Linked DNA regions of Macaca mulatta: region 1 is linked to region 2. A link is a contact called in public Hi-C data. All regions are on one chromosome and are shown on one strand. Each heading gives the region's core, a stretch centred on a gene start, on an enhancer-like site or on the middle of the called end of the contact. The rest is flanking DNA. Distances are from core to core; before and after follow the strand shown. Region 1 holds the start of CACTIN (cactin, spliceosome C complex subunit). Region 2 holds the start of HMG20B (high mobility group 20B).

What was found. A called contact is a pair of places that touch in the nucleus more often than the background predicts.
Region 1: a Hi-C map of cortical neurons shows a contact between it and region 2, with 2.1 times the contacts expected there. The contact joins the promoter of CACTIN here to the promoter of HMG20B in region 2. A contact is called at or near these places in 3 of 14 Hi-C or Micro-C datasets (blood, cortical neurons and liver).

What each region holds. Positions count from the first base shown.
Region 1 is chr19:4,435,235-4,442,536 of T2T-MMU8v2.0, reverse strand. CACTIN (cactin, spliceosome C complex subunit) reads left to right here and starts at 4,690. Exons shown (of 11, transcript XM_077978993.1): 1 at 4,690-4,896. The coding sequence starts at 4,724. PIP5K1C (phosphatidylinositol-4-phosphate 5-kinase type 1 gamma) reads left to right here. Exons shown (of 18, transcript XR_013409449.1): 18 at 1-979.
Region 2 is chr19:4,379,530-4,386,795 of T2T-MMU8v2.0, reverse strand. HMG20B (high mobility group 20B) reads right to left here and starts at 2,245. Exons shown (of 10, transcript XM_077979161.1): 1 at 2,156-2,245; 2 at 1,848-1,903; 3 at 1,393-1,501; 4 at 608-811. The coding sequence starts at 1,885.

The DNA of each region.
Region 1 (7,302 bases), core at 3,441-5,940, 53 kb before region 2:
TGAGCGAGTCACATGATACCAGTGCCCGGCCAACACTCCCTTGCAGGAGAAATTTGCAAACCTCTGTGGATACCACATTTCCATTTTTGTGTTGTCTCCAAGGCCCCTTTGGAGATCTACTTTGTTGGTTGTGTTTTTTGGTTCCTTTCAGAGAACTGTAAACCGAGGCTGAAGTGCCCCACTGACTGTGCCGAGGGGCAGGGGCAGGAGGACCGCAAGACCTATTTATAATATTTAGCAAACTCGGCCTCCCTCAGATCCCCCGCGAGGGAGGCCGCTGGACCCACCCCGCTGTCCCCCACGATAGAAGTCTGTAAATACCTTGGTGACCAATGCCCACTTCCCCTCCTGGGTCACCTCTGATGGCCGCCGTCCACTGAGAATGTGGACAGTGTCCAAATTCCTGTACTGTAATGACTAAAAGGCGTTTTCTCTGAGACTGACAAGGCAGAAACTTCCATGTGTCTCCTGCCAGGCTCTGTCCCCCTACGCCATCCCAACATGTCCCCCTTCCCCCGAAACCTGGCTCAGTGCAATACTCCCGTTGCCATGGGGTCCTTCACCATGGTACTGTCTCCACAGCCCCTCAGTCCCCACCCCAGGATAGGCGCCCACCACCTCCTCCTCGTCTCCGGTGGTCAATCGCTCCTCCTGTCCCCACCCCAGTCCCATTTTTATGGCTGAACTGATTCTGAAACAAAACGAAACTGCAAACCTCGTGTGTCTTAACTCCCCCCGGGGATTCCACTGCATTCCTCTGCCCTGTGGTCTGGTGCGTGACAATCCAAAGCGCTGCGCCTCGTGGCCGAGACGAGGGTGCTGTGTCCCTGAAACCCAGAGCCGTGGGCGCCTCTGAAACCATACAGCCACTCCTGGCCCCAAACAACACTGGTTTGCAGCCCAGGTTCCCCGCCCACCCATCCCCACCACACCCCGTCTTTTTAGAGGTCTCTCTAATAAATCGGGTAATAAGCATCCACCCGCTTGTCTGCCTTTCTGTGGGTTCCGGGGTCTGGTTGGGAGTTTGAGGACTGACTTTGTTTTCTGGGTTTTTTTTTTTTTTTTTTTTTTGAGATGGAGTCTCCTGTCACCCAGGCTGGAGTGCAGTGGTGCAATCTCAGCTCACTGCAACCTCTGCCTTCCAGGTTCAAGCCATTCTCCTGCCTCAGCCTCCCGAGTAGCTGGGATTACAGGCGCGCACCACCACGCCCGGCTAATTTTTTTGTATTTTTAGTAGAGACGGGGTTTCACCATGTTGGCCAGGCTGGTCTCAAACTCCTGACCTCAAAGGACCTGCCCGCCTCAGCCTCCCAAATTGCTGAGATTACAGGCATGAGCCACCGCGCCCGGCCTGAGGTCTGACTTTGATTCTTAGGGAAGAAAGAAACCTTTGTGAGATTGATGCTAATATCAGTAATAGAACCCAAACACCTTACCAGTTGTGAACCTCCTTTAGGTCCCAGTTCAGCTCAGAAAACATCTGTGCTTCCAACATCTGTGCAGCCCTCCAAAGTTTGTATTTGTTCTGCTAGGGCGGTTCAAATTCAGTGAGGTTTGGACCCCTTGAAGGGAAAAGATTTCTCTTAGGTCTCCCAGATTGAGAAACTACATTGAAAGTAAGATAGGCCGGGCGCAGTGGCTCAAGCCTGTAATCCCAGCACTTTGGGAGGCCGAGACGGGTGGATCACGAGGTCAGGAGTTCGAGACCATCCTGGCTAACACGGTGAAACCCCGTCTCTACTAAAAAATACAAAAAAAAAAAAAAAGGCCGGGCGCGGTGGCTCAAGCCTGTAATCCCAGCACTTTGGGAGGCCGAGACGGGCGGATCACAAGGTCAGGAGATCGAGACCATCCTGGCTAACACAGTGAAACCCCGTCTCTATTAAAAATACAAAAAAAACTTAGCCGGGCGAGGTGGCGGGCGCCTGTAGTCCCAGCTACTCGGGAGGGTGAGGCAGGAGAATGGCGTGAACCCGGGAGGCGGAGCTTGCAGTGAGCTGAGATCCGGCCACTGCACTCCAGCCTGGGTGACAGAGCGAGACTCCGTCTCAAAAAAAAAAAAAAAAAAAAAAAAAAAAATAGCTGGGCGAGGTGGCGGGCACCTGTAGTCCCAGCTACTTGGGAGGCTGAGGCAGGAGAATGGCATAAACCCGGGAAGTGGAGCTTGCAGTGACTTGAGATCCGGCCACTGCACTCTAGCCTGGGGGACAGAGCAAGACTCCGTCTCAAAAAAAAAAAGTAAGATCCTGGCCAGGCGTGGTGGCACAGACCTGTAATCCCAGCTACTCGGGAGGCTGAGGCCAGAGAATTGCTTGAACCTAGGAGGCAGAGTTTGCAGTGAGCTGAGATCGCGCCCCTGCACTCCAGCCTGGGCAACAGAGCAAGACTCTTGTCTCAAAAAAAAAAAAAAGAAAGAAAAGTAAGATCCTGCCTTTAGTAAGGGAGCCCTTGGAACAATGCCGTTTTCAGCACAGCTGTTTTATAAACTGAACATGGAGGTGATCTCGTTTTAAGTTAGTTTGTTTGTTTGAAATGGAGTCACGCTCTATCACCCAAGCTGGAATGCAATGATACGGTCTCGGCTCACTGCAACCTCTGCCTCCCAGGTTCAAGCAGTTCTGCCTCGGCCTCCCGAGTACCTGGGACTACAGGTGCCCGGCACTACACCCGGCTAAATTTTGTATTTTTAGTAGAGATGGGGGTTTCACCATGTTGACAAGGCTGGTCTCGAACTCCTGACCTCAGGTGATCCACCCACCTTGGCCTCCCAAAGTGCTGGGATTACAGGACTGAGCCACTGTGCCCAGCCCATGCAGCCAATCTCTAATGTGCTGCAAGGATGCATCTGAATTTTGGGAAGCACAGGGTCGGGCCTTCGCGTTGTTTTGGACCATCCCAACACCATGACAACCCACATCTCAGGACCGGCAAGGTCATCATCTAGAGTGTCAGGAGATGGTCGTCTGCTTCCTCTGTAAGATTCCATCCTTGCCTTAACAGCAAGCAAAGCATACAAAGCCAGCGTTTGTGGGGATGTTAGGAAGTTGTATTCCAAGATAAGCATTTTATTTATTTATTTTGAAACGGAGACTTGCTCTGTCGCCCAGGTTGGAGTGCAGTGGTGCGATCTCAACTCACAGCAACCTCCGCTTCCTGAGTTCAAGCGATTCTCTGCTTCAGCCTCCCGAGTAGCTGGGATTACAGCTGGGATTACAGTGGTACAATCGTGCCACCATGCCCAGCTAATTTTTGTATTTTTAGTAGAGCCGGGGTTTCACCATGTTGGCCAGGCTGGTCTCGAACTCCTGACCTCAAGATCCACCTGCCTCAGCCTCCCAAAGTGTTGGGATTACAGGCATGAGCCACTGTGCCCGACTCAAGATAAACATTTTAATTTTTTTTTCTTTTTTTTTTTTTGAGATAGAGTCTTGCTTTGTCACCGAGGCCGTAGTGCGGTGGCACAATGTCGGCTCACTGCAACCGCTGCCTCCCGGGTTCAAGCGATTCTCTCTGCCTCAGCCTCCCAAGTAGCTGGGATTACAGGTGCCTGCCACCACACCTGGCTAATTTTTGTATTATTTAGTAGAGATAGGGTTTCACCATATTGGCCAGGCTGGTCTTGAATTCCTGACCTCAGGTGATCCGCCTGCCTGGGCCTCCCAAAGTGCTGGGATTACAGGCGTGAGCCACTGCACCCGACCAAGATAAACATTTTAAAAGTTTGCTTCAATTACCATCATCCTCCAGAAACAGGCCTTCCTAGCTCTGAGTGGTTAGAACTGCAGGGCGTGGTGGTAGCAGCGACCACGGGCTGGGGGAGCCCAAGACGGCACATCAGTGTCTTCTAGGTGCCTCCAGCCTTGCCCTTGAAGTCCGTCCTCCCATGCCAAACTTGTTTCAACAGCAAGTCCCCCAAACCCTGCTCACAACCCTCCCACGGGTCCCCAGCACCCACACCACAAAGCTGGGCAGCCTGGGTTGAGAAGGTAGGTGTTAAATGTGACTTTCCCTCCCTGAGCCTCAGCTTCCCCCCAAGCCTCAGTTTCCCCATCTCTAAAATGAGTTGATGGGGCAATACAAGGAGTTATCAAAGTTTTTTTTTTAAAGCTTAACTCCCAAAATACACAGGTGTTCATTGGCAGGTGGTTCATTGGCAGGTGGTGGAGCATAACGATGACTCTCATAGGAAGGCTTTTCAGTTTCTGTCCCCGCGCCCACCCTCTGCCCTCTGGAGCTGCCTGGTACCTAAGCCCTTCCTGGTTCTTTGCCTTTCGGGGACCTCGCTCCCCAGACACGCCTCTCCTTGGCCACGCCCCTGGTCACGCCAATGAAGTGCCACTTCGGGTCTAGACCCGCTTCTTATTGGTCCCGCCTCCGCAGGCCCCTCCCCCCATAAGGTGCCTAGTTTGCCCTTGCCCGGCCCACAGTTTCTCAGGCCCCCTGAGGCGCGGGGACCCGCCTGGGGCTGCCTCCGACACTGCCTGAAAGGAGAACCCCTCGCCCTGGAGCCTACAATGTCAGTGGAGTCGATCACGCGGTCCACATTTTCAGATGTAGTAGAGAGTCTGGGGCGTCGGAGTCCTTGCAGGCTGTGGCGGCGTGATGGGTTGTTCTCTCCTGGCTCAGGCCCGGACGGGGCAGTCTGGAGAGCGCCGTGAGCGAGAAAGGCCCCCAGCGCCGGCTTCGGCTATTGGTGTCAGCGTCGCGGCCACTGGCCCAGCCGATGGGTCGGGACACACGCTCGCGCTCGCGGTCAGCGGGTCGCCGCGGCCGAAGGCAGCGGAGCCAGAGCGGGAGCCGGAGCCGAAGTCGGAGCAGGAGCCATGGGCGGCGAAACCGGCGGCGCCGGGAGGACGAGGGACGGCGCAGACGGAGGCGGCGGAGCCGGGAGCGTAGGTGGGGTCGCTGCGGGAGCAGCGCTGGGGATCCGGCTCCTACCTCAGGAGCGCCCGACCGAGGGTTGGAGATCCCGGGGAACTGGGAGATCCCCGACTTACTCGGGGAGGGCTTCCTGGAGAAGGGGACAACTGACCACGAGTCGCAGTTAACTTGGCAGCGGAAGGAAGGCGAGAGGCGTTCCAGGCAGGGGACCGGGTGGTTGGAGGGACAGCCCGGAGCCGGGTGAGCGAAGCGGCGGGGAGGTAACCAGAGACCAGATCATATCGAGCCCTTTGTGCTCAGCACATTGGATCTTGGTTATTAGTCGGAGGGAAATGGGGAGCCTTGAGAGGAATTTGGGCAGGGGAGTGACGTGGACTGACTGACTGTGCAAACTTTCTGGCTTTGAGGTGGAGAAGGGATGGAGCGGGGTGGGCAGGAGCGGCACCAGAGGAGGACGGCACGGTTGTCCAGAGAGTAGATGATGGCAGCCTCGATGAGAGAGAGGCTGTAGGCAACCACAGCGGGGAAAGTGCATAGATTTCAGAGGGATTCTGGAAGTAGAGGTGACAGCATTTGCTAATGGAGGTGGACTGTGGGAGGGAAGAAGACTCGGTGTCAGCTGGCAGGATTCACAGCTGACTCCTAGTACCTTAATCTCAGCTTCCCCACTGCCCACGGTCCTTTGCTTCTGGAGATGGGACACTTAGTCGGATTTGCCTTGAGCTGGGTCCTGTACAGAGAAACCAGAATGGTGACAGGGACTGATTCCCAGACCGGGGCTCCAGTGCTGGCTCAGCCCCTTCGTGGCTGTGACACTCAGGCCAGTTTTGCCTCACTCTGGGCCATGTTCACTCATCTGCTGTGGTTGTTTGTTTGTTTGTTTGTTTTTGAGACAGAGTCTTCCTCTGTCGCCCAGGCTTGGGTGGAGTGGCGCCATCTCAGCTCACTGTTACCTGTGCCTCCCGGGTTCAAGCGATTCTTCAGCCTCAGCCTCCCGGGTAGCTGAGATTACAGGTGCATGTTGCCAACCCAGCTAATTTTTGTATTTTTTAGTAGAGCTGGGGTTTCTCCATGTTGGCCAGGCAGGTCTTGAACTCCTGACCTCAAGTAATCCTGGCCCTCAAGAGATCTCCCAAAGTGCTGGGATTACAGGCGTGAGCCACCATGCCTGGCCATAAGTCTTGTTTTTATTTTTATTTTTTATTTTTTTTAATTTTTTTTGAGACAGAGTCTCGCTCTGTCACCCAGGCTGGAGTGCAGTGGCCGGATCTCGGCTCACTGCAAGCTCCGCCTCCTGGGTTCACGCCATTCTCCTGCCTCAGCCTCCCTAGTAGCTGGGACTACAGGCGCCCGCTACCTCGCCCGGCTAGTTTTTTGTATTTTCTAGTAGAGACGGGGTTTCACCGTGTTAGCCAGGATGGTCTCGATCTCTTGACCTTGTGATCATCCCGTCTCGGCCTCCCAAAGTGCTGGGATTACAGGCTTGAGCCACTGCGCCCGGCCTGTATTTTTTTAGTAGAGACGGGGTTTCACCGTGTTAGCCAGGATGGTCTCGATCTCCTGAGCTCGTGATCCACCTGTCTCGGCCTCCCAAAGTGCTGGGATTACAGGCTTAAGTCACCGCGTGCGGCCATTTTTTTTATTTTTGAGATGGAGTCTCGCTCTGTCCCCCAGGCTGGAGTGCAGTGGCCGGATCTCAGCTCACTGCAAGCTCCGCCCCCCGGGTTCACGCCATTCTCCTGCCTCAGCCTCCCGAGTAGCTGGGACTACAGGCGCCCGCCACCTTGCCTGGCTATTTTTTTTGTATTTTTTAGTAGAGAAGGGGTTTCACCGTGTTAGCCAGGATGGTCTCGACCTCCTGACCTCATGATCCGCCCACCTTGGCCCCCCAAAGTGTTGGGATTACAGGTGTGAGCCACTGCACCTGGCCGCATAAGTCTTGTTAATGTCATCTTTGTGTGTTTTTGTCTGCCATTTTCTGGTAGTGGAATTATTTGCAATAATTTGCCACACTAGATAGAATTAATGTTAGAATTAATGTTCAGGAAAATTCAATCGAATTTGTGGCCAATATTTAAGGGCTCCGCAATGATTGGTTTCAACATAGTTTAGATTTTTTGGTATGAGCTTAATGGGTAGAACATTTAACAAAATATTTGGCAGTTCTGTGTGTACAAAGATGCCTAAACGTGACTGGGTGCAGTGGCTCACATCTGTAATCCCAGCACTTCGGGAGGCTAAGACAGAAGGCTTGCCTGAGCCCAGGAGTTCAAGACCAGCCTGGGCAACATAGCAAGAACCCCTCTGTTCAAAAAATGTAAAAAGTTAGCTGGGTGTGGTGGTGTGCGCCTGTAGTCCCAGCTACTCAGGAGGCTGAGGCGAGAGGATGGCTTGAGCCCAGGAGGTCAAGGCTGCAGTGAG
Region 2 (7,266 bases), core at 996-3,495:
GGCTTTTGTTACATTTCCGTGATGTTTTTGCAATTTTTAAACTAACAGTATATGAAAATCAGATTTCACAAAAAATCCAGGCCTTATCCTGACTTCTTAGACATATCTTTGTTGGTCACCCAGTTTTCGATCTGTCTTGCCTCTTGCTAGCCGCGCCCCCAAAAGCTGGTCATGGGCTGGCCATGGTGGCTAATGCCTGTAATATCAGTACTTTGGGAGACTGAGGTGGGCAGATCATTTGAGGTCAAGAGTTCAAGACCAGCCTGGCCAACATGGCGAAACTCCATTTCTACTAAAAATACAAAAGTTAGCAGGGCGTGGTGGCTGGCGCCTGTAATCCCAGCTACTTGGGAGGCTGAGACAGGAGAACTGCTTGAACCCGGGAGGTGGAGGTTGCAGTGAGCCGAGATCGCGACACTGCACTCCAGCCTGGGCAACAGAGCAAGACTCCATCTCACACACACACACACACACACACACACACAAAAACTGGTCATGGGTGGGCATTTCACCAGGCATAAGGAAAAGCCCTGCACGTGGAATCCTTTGGGGGTCGGGGCTACTGGTAGTACGGGGGTCCGCCGGCCCTGCTCAGCGCCCCGCTCACCTGCTTCTCCGTTGGCTGCAGCTTGCTCCACTCGGCGCCCAACATCTTGGTGATCTCGGGAAAGGGCAGATCCGGGTGGCGCGTGCGGATCTGCTCGCGCCGCTCGTTCAGGAAGCGCACGTAGCCTGTGACCGGTGCCTTGGGCCCATTCGGCAGAATCTTCTTCCGCTTCTTGCCCTTGGGCCAGCCGCGTTTCTTCACCGGCTGCAGAACCGGGCTGCGTCGTTGGGAGGGGGGCCTGGCGTACTGGGGCGGGGCTCAGAGGGGCATGGGCGGGGCCTAATGCTGTATGGGCGGGGACGGGGCGGGGCCTAGTTGGGAGGAAGAACCCGGAAGAGATGGAGGTAGGGCCCAGTCAGGAGTCAGGACACGGTGGTTTAGAGGGGTCCCTGGCCAGGGATGAGGGGATCCCAGAGACTATGGGCCGAGGTTTGAGCACAGGGGTGGTGTTTACTTAGATTGTAGGCGTGGCCTCTGCTTGGTGGGCGTGGCTTCTTGGAGAAAGGGCCCACAGGACCATGGGGAGGGTGCCGCCCCCAAGGAGTGGAAGTGGGCGGGACCTTAGAGTGGGCAGAGCTGGCATTGTGTGGTGGGCGGGGCCTGGACTTAGGGAGGCAGAGGACCTGTCAGGGGCGTGGCAGCTCGCACGGGGCGGGGTCTCAGCTTCCGGAGGAAAATCTGGGCTGTGGGCGGAGCCACAAGCAATTCAAATCCAGCCTGGGGCGGGACTTCAAGGCTGGGGCCGCAGCCCGGGGCCTCCCCCAGCTCAGCGCAGGGACTCTCACCTCCTCCTCGTGGGACCCCTTCTCGCCGGCGCGTGGACCCTCGCCGCGCTCTTGCTTGACAGCCACCACGAAGCCCCCATGCTGGCCCGGAGCCTTGCCGCCCGCCGGCCTGGAGCCAAGGATACAGAGGTCAGCCCCGTCCCTAGAGCCTCCCCTCCCCCAAACGCCTACCCCAAGGCTTTTAGACGCCCGACGATGGGGCTGCTGCGAGAGTGCATGAGCCCGAGGAAGCAGGGTCTGATGGGGTCAGTATCCGCGGAAGGTGGGACAAGCGGGGCTCCTGGGAGGGGCTGGAGGCCGAGGTGGGGTATGCAGGATTGGATGGAGGGAGAAGCCCCCTGACCCAGGTTGGGGGCGGTCGAGACCCCGGCCGGGGTGACTGGAGCGGGGGTTCAGGAGCTAGGGCTGCAGCCGGGAAGGTAGCGAGGGCGTGGGGAGGGAATCGGAGCACTCACGCGGCGGCCGTGCCGGGCTGCTTGGGGCCGTGGGACATGGCTGCTCCGGGCCGGACCTGGAACACGGACGCGGGCGGAGTTGAGTAGCGCCTGGGCTGATTGATGGCGGACCGCGAACTGGGGTATCCCGTGATGGAGAGCCCCGGGATGCCGGGCCCGGAGCGCTGGGGGGGCCGGATCCGGGGGCGGGGAAGTCCTCGAGGGCGGGCGCCCCAAGAATCCTTTGTTGGGCGATTGCCCCCCGGGAGGCCTGGGCCGGTTCCCCCCGGCCCAGGAAAGACCCCGACCCGGCCCTGGGACCCCCGCACCCCCGCCCCCTCGCAAGGCCCGGAGTTCCGCGGCTGTTTTCACCTCCAAAGAAACTTTCCCGGACCTCCCGACTGCGCGACGCTCCAACCAACCGCCCGCAGCCCACCCCCGCCGACTGCCCCGCCCCTCCCCGCCCCCGGCATGCTAATGAGGCCTCGGCGAACGGTCCCATTGGGTGAGGCCTTCCCCCGGGGCGTGCCCATGCAGATACCGATCGGCGCGCCGGCCGGCGATTGGCTGGGGAGGCTGCTGAGCCGCGTGGGAGGTTAGTAAGGAAGGCGGCGGGCGGTGCGTCAAGTTCGGCTGCGCTCGGCCGCGCTCGGGACCAATCGGGAGCGCGTGGCGGACTTGCCGGGCGGAGCCTCTTAAAGGGCCAGTAGGTGAGGCGCCGACTCCTCCTCCCGCTCTGAGGGCGATACTCCCAGCAGCTGCCGGATGGCGCGACCCGCGGATCCGGGTCGGGCCACGCCCCGGTTGCCATGGGGACGGAGGTGCTAGGGTTAAGTTCCTGTGAGGCAGCCCCCAGCCCTAGGACAAGGTGGGACCTGTTCTTAACATCCTGCAAAACCCATCGGAGACGTTTCCTATTTATTTATTCAGAACCCCCGACATCCGGATCCGAGGGCTTCTGGCCACAGGGGCGGCTTTCCCAGTGGGATCTGGGCTTTCCCTCCTGTGCAATGGGGACATCGCACGATGTCCAGGGCATAGAGGCTGGGATGCTGCGAAGCTGAGAACGGGGTGTGGGTCAGTCAGGGGGTGGGGTTGGGAGCTGGGCTGGAAGTATTTGGGGAAAGATGGTGGTAAAGGGAGGTTGCAAGGACCTGGTGAAGTTGGGTCAGGATGCTCCGCTCTGGGGGATCAGACCCAAGTTGGGGGCTGCTCACTTCCTCTTTTTTTTTTTTTTTTTTTGAGACGGAGTCTTGCTCCGTCGCCCAGGCTGGAGTGCAGTGGCTCGATCTCGGCACACTGCAACCTCTGCCTCCCGGGTTCAAGCAATTCTCTGCCTCAACCTCCCGAGTAGCTGGGATTACACACGCCTGCCACTACGCCTGGCTAATTTTTGTATTTTTAGTAGAGACAGGGTTTCACCATCTTGGCCAGGCTGGTCTTAAACTCCTGACCTCGTGATCCACCTGCCTCGGCCTCCCAAAGTGCTGGGATTACAGGTGTGAGCCACCGCGCCCAGCCCCCTTCCTCTTCCTCAAGTCCGCTCAAATGTCACCTGCTCAGCCAGGACCTCGCCTCTGATTTTTTTTTTTTTTTTCTCCGTAAGTCGGTTTCCTCTCTGTGGCCTGCCTGTTTGGTTCACAGCAGTGACCGTGGTGGGTGTTCAATACACATTCATTGAATTGTTCAAATGTCTAGGAGGCAGATGCAGTCAGCTGCTTTGGAAAACAGACTGGCATTTCCTCAAAGGGTTAAATAAATGTGGAATCACCATGCAATTCAGCAGTTCACTCCTAGGAATATACTCCAGACAACTGAAAACAGGTGTTCAAACAAAAGCGTGTACACAAGTGCCCATAACAGCGTGATTCATAATAGCCAAAAAGTGAAAGCAACTCAAATGTCCGCTAACAATGCATGGATCAATGACGTGATATATCCTTACAACAGAATATTATCGGCCATAGGTTGGGTGCGGTGGCTCACACCAGTAATCCCAGCACTTTGGGAGGCAGGCGGATCACTTGAGGTCAGGAGTTCGAGACCAACCTGGCCAACATGGTGAAAACCCAGCTCTATTAAAAATACAAGCCGGGCACGGTGGCTCACGCCTGCAGTCCCAGCACTTTGGGAGGCCGAGGCGGGTGGATCACGAGGTCAGGAGATCGAGACCATCCTGGCTAACATGGTGAAACCCCGTCTCTACTAAAAATACAAAAAATTAGCCAGGCGTGGTGGTGGGTGCCTGTAGTCCCAGCTCCTCGGGAGGCTGAGGCAGGAGAATGGCATGAACCCAGGGGGCAGAGCTTGCAGTGAGCCGAGATCGTGCCACTGCACTCCAGCCTGGGCAACAGAGCAAGATTCCGTCTCAAAAAAAAAAAAAAAAGGAAAAGAATATTAGCAGCCATAAAAAAAAAGTAGCGAGTCTCTGACACGGGTCACAGCATGGATGTACCTTGAAGACATCACGCGCAGTGAGAGAAGCCAGACACAAAAGACCACACAGTGTGTGATCAAAATGTTCAGGACAGGCCCATCCACAGAGAGAGGAGGGGGACACATGGGTGCCAGTGGGTAGGGAATGACTGCTGAGAGGGATGCGGTTTTCTTTTTTTTTATTTATTTTTTTTATTTTTTATTTTTTTATTTATTTATTTATTTTTTTTGAGACGGAGTCTCACGCTGTCGCCCAGGCTGGAGTGCAGTGGCGCGATCTCGGCTCACTGCAAGCTCCGCCTCCCGGGTTCCCGCCATTCTCCTGCCTCAGCCTCCTGAGTAGCTGGGACTACAGGCGCCCGCCACCGCGCCCGGCTAATTTTTTGTATTTTTAGTAGAGACGGGGTTTCACTGTGGTCTCGATCTCCTGACCTTGTGATCCGCCCGCCTCGGCCTCCCAAAGTGCTGGGATTACAGGCTTGAGCCATTTTTTTTTTTATTTTTTGAGACGGAGTCTCGCTCTGTCGCCCAGGCCGGAGTGCAGTGGCCAGATCTCAGCTCACCGCAAGCTCCGCCTCCCGGGTTCACGCCATTCTCCTGCCTCAGCCTCCCAAGTAGCTGGGACTACAGGCGCCCGCCACCTCGCCCGGCTAGTTTTTTGTACTTTTCAGTAGAGACGGGGTTTCACCGTATTAACCAGGAAGGTCTCGATCTCCTGACCTCGTGATTCGCCCGTCTCGGCCTCCCAAAGTGCTGGGATTACAGGCTTGAGCCACCGCGCCCGGCCGGGATGCGGTTTTCATTTGGGGATGAAAGTATTTTACAATTTGATTTCAGTGATGGCTGCATGACTCTGGAAATATACTACAAGCAATGGAATTGTATGCTCTAAATGGGTGCATTATATGTGAGTTAAGTCTCAAGAAGCCCGTTGTCGTAAGATGCAGCCTGGGGCTGAGGAAGGGGAGCTGGCCCTGGTATCTAGACGGTTCCACACGCCAGACCTGGCTCTGTTGCTTAATCAGCTGTCTGACCTCCCAGGCCTCCCCTGTGTCTCTCTGCCCACTTAAAAATAGTGCAGGTGAGGCCGGGCGCGGAGTCACCCCTCACGGCCATAGTCAATAACAAATTAATGGTACATTTATTCGTTTGTTTATTTTATTTTATTTATTATTATTTTTTGAGACTGAGTCTCGCTCTGTCACCAGTGCAGTGATGCGATCTCGGCTCACTGCAGCAAGCTCCACCTCCCAGGTTCATGCCATTCTCCTGCCTCAACCTCCGGATTAGCTGGGACTACAGGCGGCCGCCACCACGCTTGGCTAATTTTTTCTATTTTTTAGTAGAGATGGGGTTTTGCCACATTAGCCAGGATGGTCTCAATCTCCTGATCTCGTGATCCACCCGCCTCGGCCTCCCAAAGTGCTGGGATTACAGGCGTGAGTCACCATGCAGCCTTTTTATTTTGTTTATTTTGAGATGGAGTCTTGCTCTGTTGCCAAGGCTGGAGTGCGGTGGCATGATCTTGGCTCACTGAAACCTCTGCCTCCCAAGTTCAATGATCCTCCTCCCTCGGCCTCCCAAGTAGCTGGGATTACAGGCATGAACCACCTTTCTATTAGGTTTTGTGTTTGTTTGTTTTTGTTTTTATTTTGACAGAGTCTCACTCTGTCATCCAGGCTGGGGTGTAGTGACACGATCTAGGCTCATTGCAACCTCCGCCTCCCAGGTTCAAGGGATTCTCCTGCCTCAGCCTCCCGAGTAGCTGGGATTACAGGCACCCGCCACCAAAACAGGCTAATTTTTTTGTATTTTTAGTGGAGACGGGGTTTCATCATGTTGGCCAGGCTGGTTTCCAACTCCCGACCTCAAGTGATCCACCCGCCTCAGCCTCCCAAGGTGCTGGGATTATAGGCATGAGTCATCATGTCCAGCCTTCTATTAGTTTTTTTTTTTTTTTTTTGAGGTGGATTTTTTTTTTGAGCCACCATGTCCAGCCTCTATTAGTTATTTTTTTTTATTTTTTATTTTTTATTTTATTTTTTTATTTTTTTTTTTGAGACGGAGTCTCGCTCTGTCGCCCAGCCCAGGCTGGAGTGCAGTGGCGCGATCTCGGCTCACTGCAAGCTCCGCCTCCCGGGTTCACGCCATTCTCCTGCCTCAGCCTCCCGAGTAGCTGGGACTACAGGCGCCCACAACCGCGCCCGGCTAATTTTTTCTATTTTTAGTAGAGACGGGGTTTCACCATGGTCTCGATCTCCTGACCTTGTGATCCGCCCGTCTCGGCCTCCCAAAGTGTTGGGATTACAGGCGTGAGCCACCGTGCCTGGCCTTTTTTTTTTTTTGAGACGGAGTCTCGCTCTGTCACCCAGGCTGGAGTGCAGTGGCCGGATCTCAGCTCACTGCAAGCTCCGCCTCCCGGGTTCACGCCATTCTCCTGCCTCAGCCTCCCGAGTAGCTGGGACTACAGGCGCCTGCCACCTCGCCCGGCTAAGTTTTTGTATTTTTAGTAGAGACGGGGTTTCACTGTGTTAGCCAGGATGGTCTCGATCTCCTGACCTCGTGATCCGCCCATCTCGGCCTCCCAAAGTGCTGGGATTACAGGCTTGAGCCACCTCGCCCGGCCTCTATTAGTTATTTTTAAATGTATAATTAAATTTGTGCAGGTGTGGTGGCTCACACCTGTAATCCCAGCACTTTGGGAGGCTGAGGCAGGAGGATCACTTTGAGGTCGGGAGTTCCAGACCAGCCTCGGCAACGTAGCGAGATCCCATCTCTACAAGTAATTTAAAAATTGGCTGGGCGTGGTGGCTGCTGCCTGTGGTCCCAGCTACTCAGGAGGCCAAGGTGGGAGGATCACTTGAGCCCAGGAGGTAGAGACTGCAGTGAGCTATGACTGAGCCACTGCACTCCAGCCTGGGTAACAGAACGAGACCCTATCTCAAAAACAAAAAAACAAAAAAGAAGAGTTTTCAGGTTGGTTTTGAAAGCAGTTTGGAGTTTC